3 separate regions of the Mus musculus genome follow, and regions 2 and 3 are each linked to region 1. The links are chromatin contacts, called in public HiChIP or PLAC-seq and promoter capture Hi-C maps. All regions are on one chromosome and are shown on one strand. Each heading gives the region's core, a stretch centred on a gene start, on an enhancer-like site or on the middle of the called end of the contact. The rest is flanking DNA. Distances are from core to core; before and after follow the strand shown.

Evidence for each region. Promoter capture Hi-C pulls out the DNA fragments that hold promoters and counts their contacts. HiChIP or PLAC-seq counts read pairs in DNA pulled down with a chosen protein or histone mark.
Region 2: a contact with region 1 is called in an HNF4G HiChIP or PLAC-seq map of pancreatic cancer cells. The contact joins the enhancer-like site here to the promoter of Ehf in region 1. A contact is called at or near these places in 2 of 39 promoter capture datasets (3T3-L1-derived adipocytes and hippocampal neurons), 1 of 115 datasets of contacts at active chromatin or transcription factors (pancreatic cancer cells) and 3 of 9 other capture datasets (adipose tissue, liver and macrophages).
Region 3: a promoter capture Hi-C map of the C10 cell line shows a contact between it and region 1, with 3 times the contacts expected there. The contact joins the enhancer-like site here to the promoter of Ehf in region 1. A contact is called at or near these places in 4 of 39 promoter capture datasets (the 3T3-L1 cell line, the C10 cell line and hematopoietic stem and progenitor cells), 1 of 484 Hi-C or Micro-C datasets (bone marrow-derived macrophages), 2 of 115 datasets of contacts at active chromatin or transcription factors (both in embryonic stem cells) and 3 of 9 other capture datasets (adipose tissue, liver and macrophages).

The regions. Positions count from the first base shown.
Region 1 is chr2:103,301,375-103,306,107 of GRCm38.p6, reverse strand. It overlaps Ehf (ets homologous factor), which reads left to right and starts at 2,912. Exons shown (of 9, transcript NM_007914.3): 1 at 2,912-3,053.
Region 2 is chr2:102,506,040-102,510,772 of GRCm38.p6, reverse strand. No RefSeq gene overlaps it. Among named protein-coding and RNA genes, the nearest start is that of Pamr1, 42 kb to the left of the region's middle. Within about 2 kb of position 2,317, at least 27 of the 459 cell types and tissues checked have an H3K27ac peak or open chromatin away from gene starts, as enhancers often do. A contact at or near this core is called in hippocampal neurons and pancreatic cancer cells, where this site is marked.
Region 3 is chr2:102,672,981-102,677,713 of GRCm38.p6, reverse strand. All of the region lies in intron 1 of Slc1a2 (solute carrier family 1 (glial high affinity glutamate transporter), member 2), which reads right to left. It overlaps LOC115489466 (a long non-coding RNA gene), which reads right to left. Exons shown (of 2, transcript XR_003953884.1): 2 at 1-4,733. Among named protein-coding and RNA genes, the nearest start is that of Slc1a2, 17 kb to the right of the region's middle. Within about 2 kb of position 2,248, at least 16 of the 459 cell types and tissues checked have an H3K27ac peak or open chromatin away from gene starts, as enhancers often do.

The DNA.
Region 1 (4,733 bases), core at 1,663-4,162:
GCTTGTGCACATAGAGGCCAGAGGTTGACATTTTCTTCAGTGGCTCCCCACCTTAGGTTCTGAGACAGGAACTGTCAGTGACTCAGCAGGACTAGCTGACCAGCAAGCCACAGGGAACCTTTTGTCATCCCTAGTGCTAGGATTGCAGGTGCATGCTACCGTGCCTGGCATTTTACCTGGGCACAGTGGATCCAAACGAAAGTCCTCATGTTTGTACAGTAGGCACTTTACTGAGACATCTTGCCTCAGGACTTGACTCAGAGGCTTTGTACAAGTCCGATGCCTGGCAGATTTCTATTCAGAGTATTTGTGTTTCTAGAGACCTTAGTATAGTTCCTGGTTCTATTTCCTTCTTATCTGTCTTCCAGAGAACCTTAGAAACATAGAGTGAATGATAGAAATCTGTGGTGATAATGACACTCTGCCCAATTCTTCTTCATCTACCTACCTACCTGCCTACCTAGCTAGCTAGCTACCTACCTACCAGCACTGTCTTTTTGAAATTGACTATCAGGTAAATGACTTCATCTGGAGGAGTTTCTCCATGAATGAATGCCTAGGAATCGATCTCTCTCTCTCTCTCTCTCTCTCTCTCTCTCTCTCTCTCAATCTCTCAATCTCTCTCTCTCTGCCCCCCCCCCCAAGATGGAAAGTACTGTTTTAGCTATTGTTTTTCTTTTAGAAAGGTAAGTTTAGTCCCAAGTAAAGAAAACAATCAATATTTAATACAGACCCACTAATTATAAGACACTTGGTTAGGTAATATATATTAATATATGTATACATATATATTCATATGTATATTAATATATACAGCTGTGGAGGTACGTGTGTGTATGTATATATATATATACACACACACATATATATATATATATATATATATATATATATATATATATATACACATCCACAGTGGCTGTGGCTATAAGTTGACATCCCACCTCCACCAATGCCCCAGATTGTCCCTTCTCAGGAGTGTCCATCTAGCTTATTAGAATTAGTGTAAAAGGAATGGAAGCAGAAAGAGTCTTGCCTCTTCTTGATATTAAAAGGCCCATAACTAAGAGTGGCTGGGCCTGGGCTACGGAGCCACAAATTTTAGGTATTTGTATTTGATGTTCGTACTTCAGGACTATACACACCATACCCCTTACCAGACTCTGCTGTTTCAGGTGAAGGTCACGCAAAAGTGTGGAGAAGGCTAAGGTTGCTTCCCTAGAGCCCCCCCCCCCGCCCCCCCCCCCCCCCCCGCAGCAAACACCCTATGGTGGGTGGAGTTAGGGTAGCTTGATTCATCTCTCCAGCAAAACTCCAGCTGGCTGTTCCCTGGGGCCTCTCAGATCTGGAGCTGATAGACTAATTGGGGCTAATATGATAATGGGCAGTGATGACATTTACTGTTTTTATAAGGCCCAGGGCATACATTTGCATGTCAACAGAGCCTTTGGCAGCTAGATAAGGTTGAACTGCAGGGGAGGTGGGTTTATTTGCTGGAGGTTAAAGAGCAGCTTCAGAGAGTCACCCTAAACCCTAAACATTAAGGATGCCAATACCTCCTTTAAAGACCCCTCCAAACCCACCCTTGCCTCACCTCTGTCTTTTGAACCTGGAACTTCTCTGAATTCATGGTGCTTAAACCAAGCAACAAGTACAAGAGAGCATTGAAGCTGGCTGGCTCCTGCCCCAGTCAGCAGCACAACAACCATTTGGGTTTTGTTTTTTCCATGAACTTTTGCATACACACACACACACACACACACACACACACACTTTTTTTTTTTTTTTTTTTTTTTTTTTTTGCCACAGAAGGAACTGAGTTGTGATCACAAAATCTTTTTGCCAAACTCCTTCCTGTCTTCCGACAAAGGGAGAAGAGCCTCGCCGAGTTCAACAAACCTGCCAGGGGATGCTTTGCTCATAGAAGGCTGGTGTCCAGGAAGACCCAGAAGGGAAAGTTAATGGTTAGGGGATTGTATTTTTCCTGGCCAGGGTAGTCGCTCACCTGTGCAGGTGGAGAAACATGTGGGACCCAGTGAAGCAAGAATCGGAAACTCCCTGTGCACCCTTAGCTCAGGGGGTGGGGATCTGTGAAATCCGTAGGTCCCCTCAGCAGTTCACATCTTGCTCAGACTGGCATTTGGTTTTCTCTTTTCTGGATCCTACAGGGAGGGCTGATAAGCAGTACGATGCATCGTGTAAGAGTCAAGGGGAAGGGAAGACAAGCTGGTCCTCCAGCCCTTGTCTGGCTGAGGATTGTTGCCCAAAGACATTTCACAGTGGCCCCTCCCTTCCAGGGCTGTCCGATCCTCTGAGGTGCTTACCTGGGACTGGGGAAAAGCCTCTGAAATTGTCAAGAGTCACTACAAAGAGTTGGTCATGATGCCCAGAGACAGACAGAATGGACTAGAAACTAGAAGCTCCTTCCACGCCGGGTACCTGCACAGCCAGGGCAAAGATCTTGATGACATAGCAGAGGACTAAATACGGGTTAGAAAATGAGCCGGATGTTTAAGAGCACCTCAGGCCCTCTTCCTTCATTTGCTTGACAGGGACTTGGACTTGGCTTTTCTATTCCCCCTTCCTCAGAGCATCTTTTGGGGAGCGAGATACTTTTCACCTGAAACTGCCTCTAAGCTGAAAAGTACAGTCACGACCAAATCAATTCCTCATCCATTAACAGGTCGCCTCTGTTCTTGAGACACAGGCATAACCTGGTTAGACCTGTTTTGTTTGAACACTAACGTCTGAGTTGGCCAAATGCAAATGAGCCAATGTTTGTAATCCTTTATTTTATTTTTTTAAAGGGCCGGGCAGCCAATCAGAGGAGGGGGAAGTGACTTAGGGAATTCCCGGTTGGTGGCTTATTGCTTAACATCCTACAAAATGATTTTAAATTATTGTCATATGCATTTATCTTCACTCTGATGAGAGCTCAGACGTGATAAGGCCGTGGCTCCCCATCTCGGTAGGAGCTGGTGTGATAGCTTCCTGCCTTCTTCTTCATCACCAGAGCCATAGGACTTCCCACCCAGAATCTTTAGGTAAATGAGGTAAGTCCTCGCTTTTAAACTTCTTTTGAACCTGAGATTCAAACACCTGCTCGGTGGAAAGACAAGCTGTCTTGAAGCAGACAGGTGAAAATAAACCAGAGGCAGCTGGCAGGAAGTAGAGCTTGTGTTCCCCTGGCTCCCCCACTGGGTCTTGTTAGAGTTTATCTGGGTGAGAGCAGCTGGGTTACTCCTGTGTGAGTGTTATCTGTGAATTCCCTACATTGTCTGGACTGCCAATCAGTGAGAGTCTAAAAGCCCCCGGTTTCTCTCTGCCCATGTGGTATGTATGCCAGAGCTATATCCCTGGGTTAGATTTCTCTGGGACAAAAAAAAGCAAACGGAGACAGGTGACTCTGATGTCGCTCAGTGACGAGCTGGCTGGCTAAGGGATGGTAGTGCTCAGGGTGAGCTTATGGTCTCACAGTCTAGAGGTGTCTTGACTGATATTTCTTCTGACTCAGGAGCTATAGGGAAAAGCCAATTCATCTTTAGTGTATTCCAGTTTGAGGAAATAGGTGTAGATAGGTAAAAGAATCTATATTCACAAAGGCGGCAGGAGTCAGGTGGTCAAGGTTAGGCAGGTGGTACCCTTAAAAATGATCCTAGGCAAAAAGAAAACTCAACTTAGGTAGATGATTTTTACCGTATCACAAGAGGACAGACCAACCCTTTGTTTTTCCACAATGGAATACTATGACCAGACAGGCAGACATGACTCACCAGCAACAAATGTCCTGGATGCAGGGACTCTTTTGATTTTGTTTGTACACTATGAACAAGTGTTGGTCTCAGTGTGGATAGAGCCGAGATCAGTGGGGGGATGAATCTTGTTGGTTCATGAGAGCAACGAAGTGGCAAGACCACGTTAATTTTCTTGTCTTCCTTGGGACTCTGAAATCTGCTTTGCGCGATGATACATGTTCTGGATGAAGCATAAAATTCTCAGAGTCCTCAGGTGTCTCCATTGTTTTTCCACATTGATCTCAGGGAGAATGGGGGAGTTCAGAGTCTGAGATTTCTGATGGAAACGCCAGTTGGTTCTGTGGACACTGGTGTGAGGATTTATCAAGGCAATATCTTTCAATGGATAAGGAGAAGTTAGGGATCCGGAATGGCTGGGCGCTACTTTCCTTGAGGTCCAGGGAAGAGTCAATTTCTACAGAAGAGATAAAGTTTCTTATTTCTCTTTACAGAAGAGATAAAGAGAATTTCACAGTTGAGAATGCTATTAGAATATGGAGCCATGTGGGACTAGTTTCTGCTGCATCACTGGAGAGTGGCATTTAAGAACTGTGGTGGGAGAGACTGGAGTTATTTGGAAGTTTATAACCACATTTAAACACTACCAACTATTACGAGTACCACCTCCCATGTTTCTATTTCACTGGGCAGAGACGTTGAGAGAGCAATCTTGAGGAAGCTGTGTTAGAAGTTCTGTGACCACTCATGAGACCCTTATCCAGGACCTCTTCCCATAGTTGTGGGTATGGACGTGTGCTTGACCTAGGCCTCGTTTATGCAAAAGGTCCCAGAGTCAATAACATTTTTTGTTGTTGTTGTGTGTGCTAAAAATTATATTACCTATATCCACACAAGTTTTCTGATGTTTTCCTTATTATATTATTATAATACTGTGATTTCTTATGTAAATACCTTGGGTCTTTCTAAACTTCTGATAAG
Region 2 (4,733 bases), core at 1,068-3,567, 790 kb after region 1:
CTGAATGTTAAGGCTGGTCAAGAGATTTCACACAGGGAGCTTGGGATGAGCTGAGGAAAGAACTAAGAGCTGCAAGATGAGAATATGATGGAGGAAGGTGCTATTGGAAGATACCTGGGAGATGGCCACCATTTCAGTTGAGCAGTTGAGCAGGAACCTCCTGGAATCCAAGCTGAACTCCCAAGGGACTGAACTTGGGCTCTTGATGGGCTCTGTTTTCCCCATGGGCAACCACACTTCCAGTGCATGCACACAAAACTGTCTATGGGTTCCTGAAGACTATCCATGTTGGATAGTCCTATGGCAGAATGTGGGAGAGTTGTAGTGGGTATAGGTATGGATTCTTATGGGAGATGGGATGCTAAAAAAATGGCAGTTGAGAGGCCATGAGGCAGAAAACAAGAAATGTCCAAGATAGTTTTCTAAGCATCACACGTCATTACTTTGAACTATGATCTTGTACTGGGACCCAAAACACTACATTAAAAATCAAAAAGCTGGATAGGTGGTCAAAGGTTAAAGGTCTTGCAGATCAGAGTTCCTTTCCTAATATGCAGGTTAGGAGGCTCACACGCACTTCCAACTCCAGCTCTAGGGTCTCTCATGCCCTCCTTTGATCTCTGAAGGCACTGCACTTACTTGCATAAACCCACACAGAAATACATAATTAAAATAAATAAATAAGTAAAATCTTTATTAAGGAAAAAAAAGGAATGTCAAATGGTACCTTACCATTCATGCCAAACTTCCATATCACAAAACTGAAAGTCATCTGTCTGACCTTCAAGAGACTGGGAGAGAAACAGAATTCTTAAATCAAGCCAGTTCAAATGGCACGATAATGACATTTCTTCTGCCCTAATCTTGACGCTAAAAGGGCAATGTGATATTCACCTGCCAGCTGCCTTTCTGCTCTCATCTCCTTGTCTCCAGCTCACAAGAAAAATGACTCCAAAATGACCAGTCATCCTCTGTATTTTGCTCTTTCAAGAGTCCCTATAAAACCTGCTTCCTCTGGTCAGCTCACTGGAACATGAAATGGAAACTTACGGGTTCTTTGGCAAGTCACTTGTATCAGAGGGTGTTTTGCTGGGGCATACATGTGAAGGAGTGTTTTCCTGAAGTGGACACAGACAGATGAAAGGATGTTTGCTAAAGCAAACACAAGAAAGAACATGCGATAAAGGAGTCTTCGCTAACAACACACATGTATTGGTTCACCTTACATTGCCTAGCTGAGGTCTGTTTGCTGTGACTCCACAGAGAGAAACTCCCCAAAGAACTAGTAAGGCAGCTTCTTGCCGCTTTCTTACGCTCAGGCTGCTTGGCAGAGTGATGTCAACTGATACAGACGCATGTGAAGTTTTGCGAAGACAGACTCGCTTGCTGAGCCTAGACACATGGTGAGGTAAGACCTGGGAGGACACATGATGTTTGGAGGGAATATAATTAGGATTCAATGGACAGTGACAGAGGCTTGTATAGCTAGCTTTGCCACTCTTCTTGGTTCTGCATCTTGGCTGATCTACACAGAAAGGCACAGAAGAGAACTTCTCCTGATCGCCGACTCATGGTGATTAGGCTGAGGCTTGGCTGTTTCTGCTAGGTGCTGATGCATGTTTGCTATTCTGACACTACTGAACTAAACTGTTCATTCATGAAGTACTTGAGAGTGGATCAAGCTGCTGCTGCTGATTCCTGTGAACTGAACTGCTGATTTCCTGACAATGCAGATAGGATTTGCTCCAAAGAACAATTTCTAAACAGGTCCATTTCCCCCATATCCTAATAACCTTTCTTTTCCATTACCTCTGGTGGGTGATGGGCTAGAAGGGAGGTTAAAGCATTTAAGAACCCATATTAAAAATAGGATTGAAAAATCTAAGCCTACAAGAACACATACTCTACTCCATGGAATGAAATGGATGCCCAGCTCCAGAATTAAAAATAGATAAATAAATCAATTAAGATCTGTAAACTAAACTGTAATCTTGTCCTTTAAGGAGGTAAAATGTTAACACTACCAGGGCTTTCTATGCATAATCTATGCTTTGATGCCTACTTCTCCTTGGTCTGAAACCCAGTCTCGCTCTCTTTGTCCAGAGGACAGTTCCTCACCTAACTCTCTGAACTCTTTCCTGATCTAAATGAAGTAGAGCCTCACACGCCTGCTCCTGGCTCTGAGACAGAACCACTCTTTGCATCTTGACCCAGTACAGTTCCTACACTCTTCCCTTCATTGGGAGTGGTTTACATACACTGAAGTTAGGGGGAAAGCACACATGAGTCAGGGCCCAGGACCTGCTTTCTAACTGGCCTGAGCAGGATGGAACAAGGAGTGTCCACCTTGCCTGCAGATGGTAGAAAGAGAAGGGAGAAGCCATCACAGCACCAGCCAAACCACATTCCCCCACCCCAGTTTACCAGCTAATAAATCTGACGTGGTGATCCTTGCCTGCTGCCTCAGTATTTCCCATCTGGTCCCTCTATTACCATGCACACTCCCTGAGAGCAGGGATCTTTGTTTAGTTCACCCCTGCAGCACACATGTCTGGATCAGAACTTGGCACATAGAACATTCTCTGTAATTATAAGTTTATTAAGTTAACAAACCCACAGGGGCAAAGACAGGATTAACACTTCAGAAAACTCTCCATCATCCCCTGCAGACAATTGTGCCTCTTCCCTCTTTACACTCTCTTCGCACCCCATCATAGCACTTAACACTCCTAGTTGCCTGATGAAATCTAGTGCTCCTGGTTGACTTCTCAAAGACCAGGCATTCTGTCTGTCCTATTCTTGTTCCCCCAAATGCCAAGCAGCATGGGGATTCAGCGCTAGAAAGTGCTTCAAAAGGACGGCTGTGAATGAGAACGAAAAGGAATGTAATAACATCACGTGCCAACAATCTTCTTTTATTGCTCATGCTAGAGATTCTTTTGTTTTCAAGTTGGAGCACAGGGCAAATGAATCACCCTCAAGCTTTTTTCCAGAACTCTGAAGAAAAAGAATGGAAAAACAAGATAAGCCAAGAGGCAAAGCCCACTGGGCAGATGCTGACAGAGACTCTTGGTTCTTCAGCATCTGTTCTTGAACTCAAAGAAGATATGTGACTCAAGAGGAATGGTTTGCTAAAAATTACCAAGAGGGAGGGCTCAGAAGAGAAAGAAAGCATGAAGAAAAACACTATTGATACTTTAAAGAGTTATAGGAGGACAGCTACATGCGGCTTTGGTAAACACCTACCGACATCCTAATTCCACCCCTCATCCTATTGTGTTTGGTAGATATCACTAATCAATCAGTGTCCTTTAAGATTCAAAGACCTTGATAGGTCCTGGTGGCACATGCCTTTACTCCCAGCAAGTTTCAGGACAGCCAGCGCTGCACAGAGAAACCCTGTCTAGGGGAAAGAAAGATTCAAAGATCTTTCCAGAAGCATAGGAAAGCTATGCTCTTCCTAGTCTGGATCCAGTATTCTTAAACATCAGACTTCTCTGAGAAGCTCCTTACAGCTTCAAGTGACTGCTGTAGGTCCCAGGAAGTCTCTTTAGAGCACAGTGAATGCCTGAAACTCTCCATGTGAGGAGTTTGGGGTGGGGGGTCTTTATCCTCTTAGCTTCAGTACTTAGAAGCCTGTAAATTACTTGGGGATATAGCTTAGTAGGTGCTGTGCTACCTGGCATGTATAGAGCCCTGGGTTTACTCTCCAGTATGAGGAATACAAGATAACAGAATGCATAAATTAAGCTAATGACACCAGGTTAGCAAGAGAAACGGCACGCTTAATTATGGTTACTGAAGTTCACAATGAAATGCAACTCAAGGAGGTGGTGATTGGAATTTGACATCTGCCATTTTAACCAGAGATCTGAGAGAAAGGACTCTTGATGGAAAAGCACAAGACTTGGGTGGAGATGACAGATGAGCACATAGAAGAACAGATGGGAGACACAGTAGATCTTTGACAATGTCTATCAAGTGTTTGGGTGTGGCTCTGACCTTTCATCACCAGTGACAGGAGTTGGCACTCCCAGTTTGCTCCCAATTTGACCTATGGCAGCCAAATTCTATGGTAAGGCTCTGCTCCTAGGCAGAGGAAAGCTTTCAAGAATTAAATGTCTTCAGCTCTGAAGAGCTTTTATTTTACAGTGTGTATTCTGTAATCCTTCAAATATTTTGTTTCTGGCATTGCATCTCAGGCAGGTGTACAGGGATGATAAAAAGCAGAACAAATTTCCATTTGTTTTATTATTGTTTTTAAGTGCTCTGTAGACAACACACTCCCTCACTGCTGGAAATAAAGAAAAAGGAGTGGATGCCATTGTGCAAGGAAGAAGGGAACCTTGGTTACCCACGCCCAGCTTCACGCACTCATGCAGAGCATGCAATGCCAGAATTAGAAGGACTACAAGGAGCACAGATAATAATGAAAGGTCACTTTAAAAAGCTTCTACTACTGTAGAGACTGCCTAAAATATATACGTATATGAAAGGAATCTAAATGGAGTCACCAAATAACAGGGACGACAACTCAACTAGACACCTATGCCACCAAGTAAAACCTGGAGTGCCAAAAACCCAGTAAAACCTGGAGTGCCAGAAACCCGCTACAGCTTTCATCACTGACCAAAGGGGCCCCATGGAAATCTCCAAGCATCACAGGCTATTGCCAAAGCTATTTATTACTCTCCACTACCTGACAGTAAGGCCCTATTGCTGAAGACAAAACA
Region 3 (4,733 bases), core at 999-3,498, 630 kb after region 1:
TGTTCTTGGAGACACATGATTTATGCAAGTGCATTTCCATCAACCTAGAAGTTGCTTCCAAAATAAAAATGTTTGGCTTGCAATCTGTTCCTACCGTGTGGAAAGGGCAGACCCACCCACATTCGCCTTTAGCGTGTCCTTATGTTTCCTCCCCTCCTTCTCCTACCCCTCATCCTGCCATCTGACCAGTTTAGTCTCCTTTTATCCCTAAGAAAGTCAACAGTCGCCCTTTAACAGACTCGGGCTTCCTACAGACACTTCCTAAATCACCTGGGAAAATGCAGCAAGTGCCTTCAGTTATTCAGCCCAACTTCTTGCTTTTGACCTATCCAAACTGACCTCTTTCCTCTGTTTATCCTGAAGATTTGTCTTTTCACGTCTTCACCTGACTATGTTATGTAGATGTCTCTACCCGAGACTGTGGTACAAAATCCGGGCAGCCATCACAGGAGACAGAGATTTGGAATACCGTGTGTAATAATTCTAACAAGTAAGGAGTAGAAAGCACAGCGGAGGGGGAAACTATCCTGGCAGCCGCAGGTGCAAACACACCACTCACACCATCAAAGACACCTGGGCCGGCTTTCTAATCTTATCGCCAATAGCTTTATGGAAAAGACCTAGCAAACATACGTGTGGGTGCAGACTACATGTTACCAAGTAACCTGGAAAGTCAGGAGGCTGGTGAAAGGCTCAAGCTAAGCACAGAAGGCTACAGGTAACCAGAGAGTTATGGTTCCAAGAACAATGACAGTTACCATTACTGGGAGATGTCCACCTCCCGGGCACTGGGCCTAGAGTCCTTCACATATACCTTCTATGCCAAACCCTGCTGAGTAGGTGGCATTGCTCCTACTTAAAACTAAAAATGACACCCAGCCTTAAAGAGGCTCATTAATTTTCCTGAAGTCTTAAGCTAATGAGTGAAGAGACAGGAAGTTTTTCTTGGGTTTAAGTAGGGATTCAAACTTCCTCATAACTGTGTGCAATGCTGGCTCCTAGGAGCTCTTTTATGCAAAGTATTTCATCTTCGACTACTCTAGCATACAGTTAAGCAGCAGGCGTTCTCGGGGTCTCTTCTCATCTTTTAGCTTGTTTACGGTCACCATGAGGGGGACTGCGTATAAGCTTGGTCCTGCAAGGCTCCCTGAAATGGAGCCATGAACTGTGGGATACAGAGCAAAATAACAAGTTGGGAGCCACTTGTTATTCAAAGGCCCAGCCAAACACTACAGCACATGCCGGTGAAGCTGGCTGGCTCTCCTTCTCTGGTCCTTTCTGTTTGTTCCCAAGTAATCTGAGATGCTCTTGATGGAGAAATCTGAAGTTCTTATGATAAAGACTCCTCTAACAAGCTTTCTCTCCGGAGGCTCTCGCTCATTTACCCATTCAACAAACACCCTGTGAGCCAGTAGCAAAAGGATCCCAAGCCTTCACTTAAAATGCCTCCAGTGAGACATTAAAACTACATCTGGGGGCAGAACAGTGACTTTCCTGCTTTCAGAATGTGAGCAAGTCACCCCCCTCACTGGTTTGCCTCCGTAGCTTAGCCACAGGCAGAGGGGAAAGCCCTTTAGAGGACATATGGACGCTGACTCCTAAGGGAGAGTATCCTTTAACTAAAACAGGGTTTCCATGCCTACTTTAATCTTGTTGCCAACTGGCTTGAAACACAAGTTAGCCCTCTGGGGTGCCTAGTTAGTCATTTTGAAAAGAATATCTGTTTTTGTGCCTTCATTCTTGAACTATTTATTCTGGGGCGCCTCCAAGCTTTCAAATGTTCTCTTTATTTCCTCAAGTACCTTTCCGTTCAGCCTTAGAGCCAACTCCAGATCTATCATACAATCGCCCCTTCGCCTTAAACCAGTTTGTCAATAACCCAGACAGAAACATTTTACACGTACCTGAATCTGGAATCAAGGCTCCTTCTTGCACTTGGCTGAGGAGAATCCAGGAGCACAACGTGAGAGAGAGGATCTAGGGCCAAAATGGGTAACAAGAACCAAGACTGCCAAATTCCTCCCAGCAAAAGGTAGTCCCCGAAGAACTCTGGATCTCTGGCTGATTTGACAACTCAGGGTAACTTGGAATGTTTGAAAATCAAAGTATCAGGCCTTTCCTTCTTTAAAATCCAGGGGTCAGCTGGTGCTGGACTGGGAAAGAGCCATTCACCCTCTGGCTCTTGCTTTAGAGTGGCAGGAAAATCCCATTGCCCGGCCTGTGGTCATCAGCCCCACAGCGCCCCCTGCTGGGAGAAATGGTTGGGCCTGTTTGTCAAACAATGGTGGATGGCCTGGACAGTGGTTTGGTGGATGGCCTGGACAGTGGTTTGACTAGAAATGCATGATGAGTCTCCCGAAGGAGGAAGATAGTACGTGGGTGCATGCCTGGTTCTCGGGACTTACAATGGCCTCTGTGTCAGAGGAAACTACAAAATGTAGAATTTATACTTTGATTTTATTTTCATTTCAGAACCTGCAGACTTGGATTTGAATCTGGCAGGCTTTTAGTATTCGTGCACCCTACTAGCCATGAGGGAAGCCGCAGCTAAGGACTTCCCTAGGAGGCTCAGATGCTGGCTGTTTGTCCTGCCGACGGTTCCTGGAATGGTTTTCACCCTCTTATCCCAAGAGAACGAAACAAATACCCCCAAACACAGCCAAGCACCAGGAAAGTAAAGAAGTCCATGTCAGAGGGGAAATGTGTGTGTGTGTGTGTGTGTGTGTGTGTGTGTGTGTGTGTGTAAAGCATTCTCCTTTGGATTAGCAGCAAACACACATACTTAAAGATGTCATTTCTCTACCTGCAGGAAGTCACAGTAAGGGGACTCCACTGGGAATGATTAAATGTTCTAAGAAGCTCTGTAGTAATCAAAAGCAACAATTTAGCCACAGAACCGGCAGCTTCTGGTAACTGTTCTTCTTCTAAATCAGTTTTATAAGCAGTTAAACTGTCAAGCCCCAGGTTTTATTCACTGATGCAATTTAAATACCAACTTTGACTCAGAGCCCTTCTTTGTATCTGAATGCCTAATTCATTCCAGCTTCTTGCTTCCCTTTGCAAAGAACAAGGAAAAAGAAAAGACACAGTTCTGAAGGGAGACAGACAGTCTCAGGAAAGGCGAGGGCTCAGTGATGTTCATCTGACCAGAATCCACTGTGTTCTGAAAGAAGTGCAGAGAGAGGAATTTGTAGTCTTTCCCAGGCAGTAGAGCAGGGACACAGGTGAACATGGCAAATCTATTTTTGGCTTCAGGAGATGAGCTGTTGCCCAAAGGGTGGCTTTGTAACCTACTTGAACCCTGCTAACTCTTAGCAATAAGAAGGCTGGTTATTGACTGCTGGGCAGGGATATATCATTGACCACCAGCACCATATGAAGATGATCACCTCCTAAGGAGCAAAAAGACACATTTTCCCAATCCTGGCCTTTTCACTGGCTTAAGCCTATTTCTTCTCCCCCACTCCACGCCCTTCTGAGTTTCTTTCCCAAAGTAGACAATTCAATTACACCAGCATTCCCTGGGATGGAGATAATAAGAGGAAGTGAAAATAAATTAAGCTAGTCCCGATCCTCGGAGAGATCTGAAAGACAGTAAGCAGGCAGACTAGAAAACACTTAGCACTATCTGATCTAATGATGTGCTGAGAGAGGCCTGAACAAAGCACATCAGAACAGCCCCCCAGGAAGAAGCCCATCGCAGTAGTCACCCTCTTAAGAATCTACCCCGGCTTCCCTCACACGGATAGGACCATCTATTCAGTTATGGGTGAATGTTAAGTGCACCGTGTTAATCCTAACAGAGGACTTTGCAAAAATCAACTAGTCCTCAAATATTCTTACCACCCGTGAGAGCCATAGAAAGAAGAGAATAAATAATCAAGATATTTGAAAGCTGTAATTGCTGCCACGAAGGAAGAAAATAAGAAGACTGGGGTAGAATTGAGAAAGGGAGACCAGAAAGCCCCTTCTAGGGAGTGGCATTGAAGCTGATCATCAGAGAATGCTCTAGAAGGCACTAACTAGCTGTCGATGGTAGGAGAACAATGGAAATAAATGGTCTTAGAAGGAAAATGGGTAAGCAAGATGCAGGCATGGCTTGGGAAAATCTGAAAGGTTGGAAGCTATGCAGTCTCCAAGAAAGCAACAGCTGCTGCCTGGGCTAAAGCCATACCTGTGGCAATGCAGAGAATGGGCAAGGCTTAAGGAACCATTTGGAGAGAGGGGCTTACCTGGTAAGCTGGCAGATCAGAGCTGAGAGGAGAGAAAAGTTCAGGGACAAAGCTTTATTTCTGACTTCAGTACTATGGCAGCACTGTTGGCTGAGATGGGGGTGGGGAGTGGGGGAGCGTGGAGCTTGAAAGGAAGTAGGGGTGAATCTACAGGGAAAAATATCAACAGTTCCACTGTGGTACATTCATCCCCATGTACCTATGTGTTAAGCAAATAGGAACACCAACAAGGTCATGTAATCTGTTAGTCTAGGGTTAGAAAAAGACCTGAGTCATTCTTCAGAAGGTTTCAAGGGAACAGTGATATGGAAATGTTCCAGAAAGAATCCAAAGAGAATTTAGAGCCCAAAAGGCAACAGAAATAGATTGCAGCCAGGAGGTGGGGAGATAGCTCAGTGGTTAAACATCTTGTTATAGAAGCATGAAGACCAGAGCACAGAGCCCCAGCACCCACATAAAGACCCAACCAGCACTTAGTACTCTGGCACTCAGATGCACAGA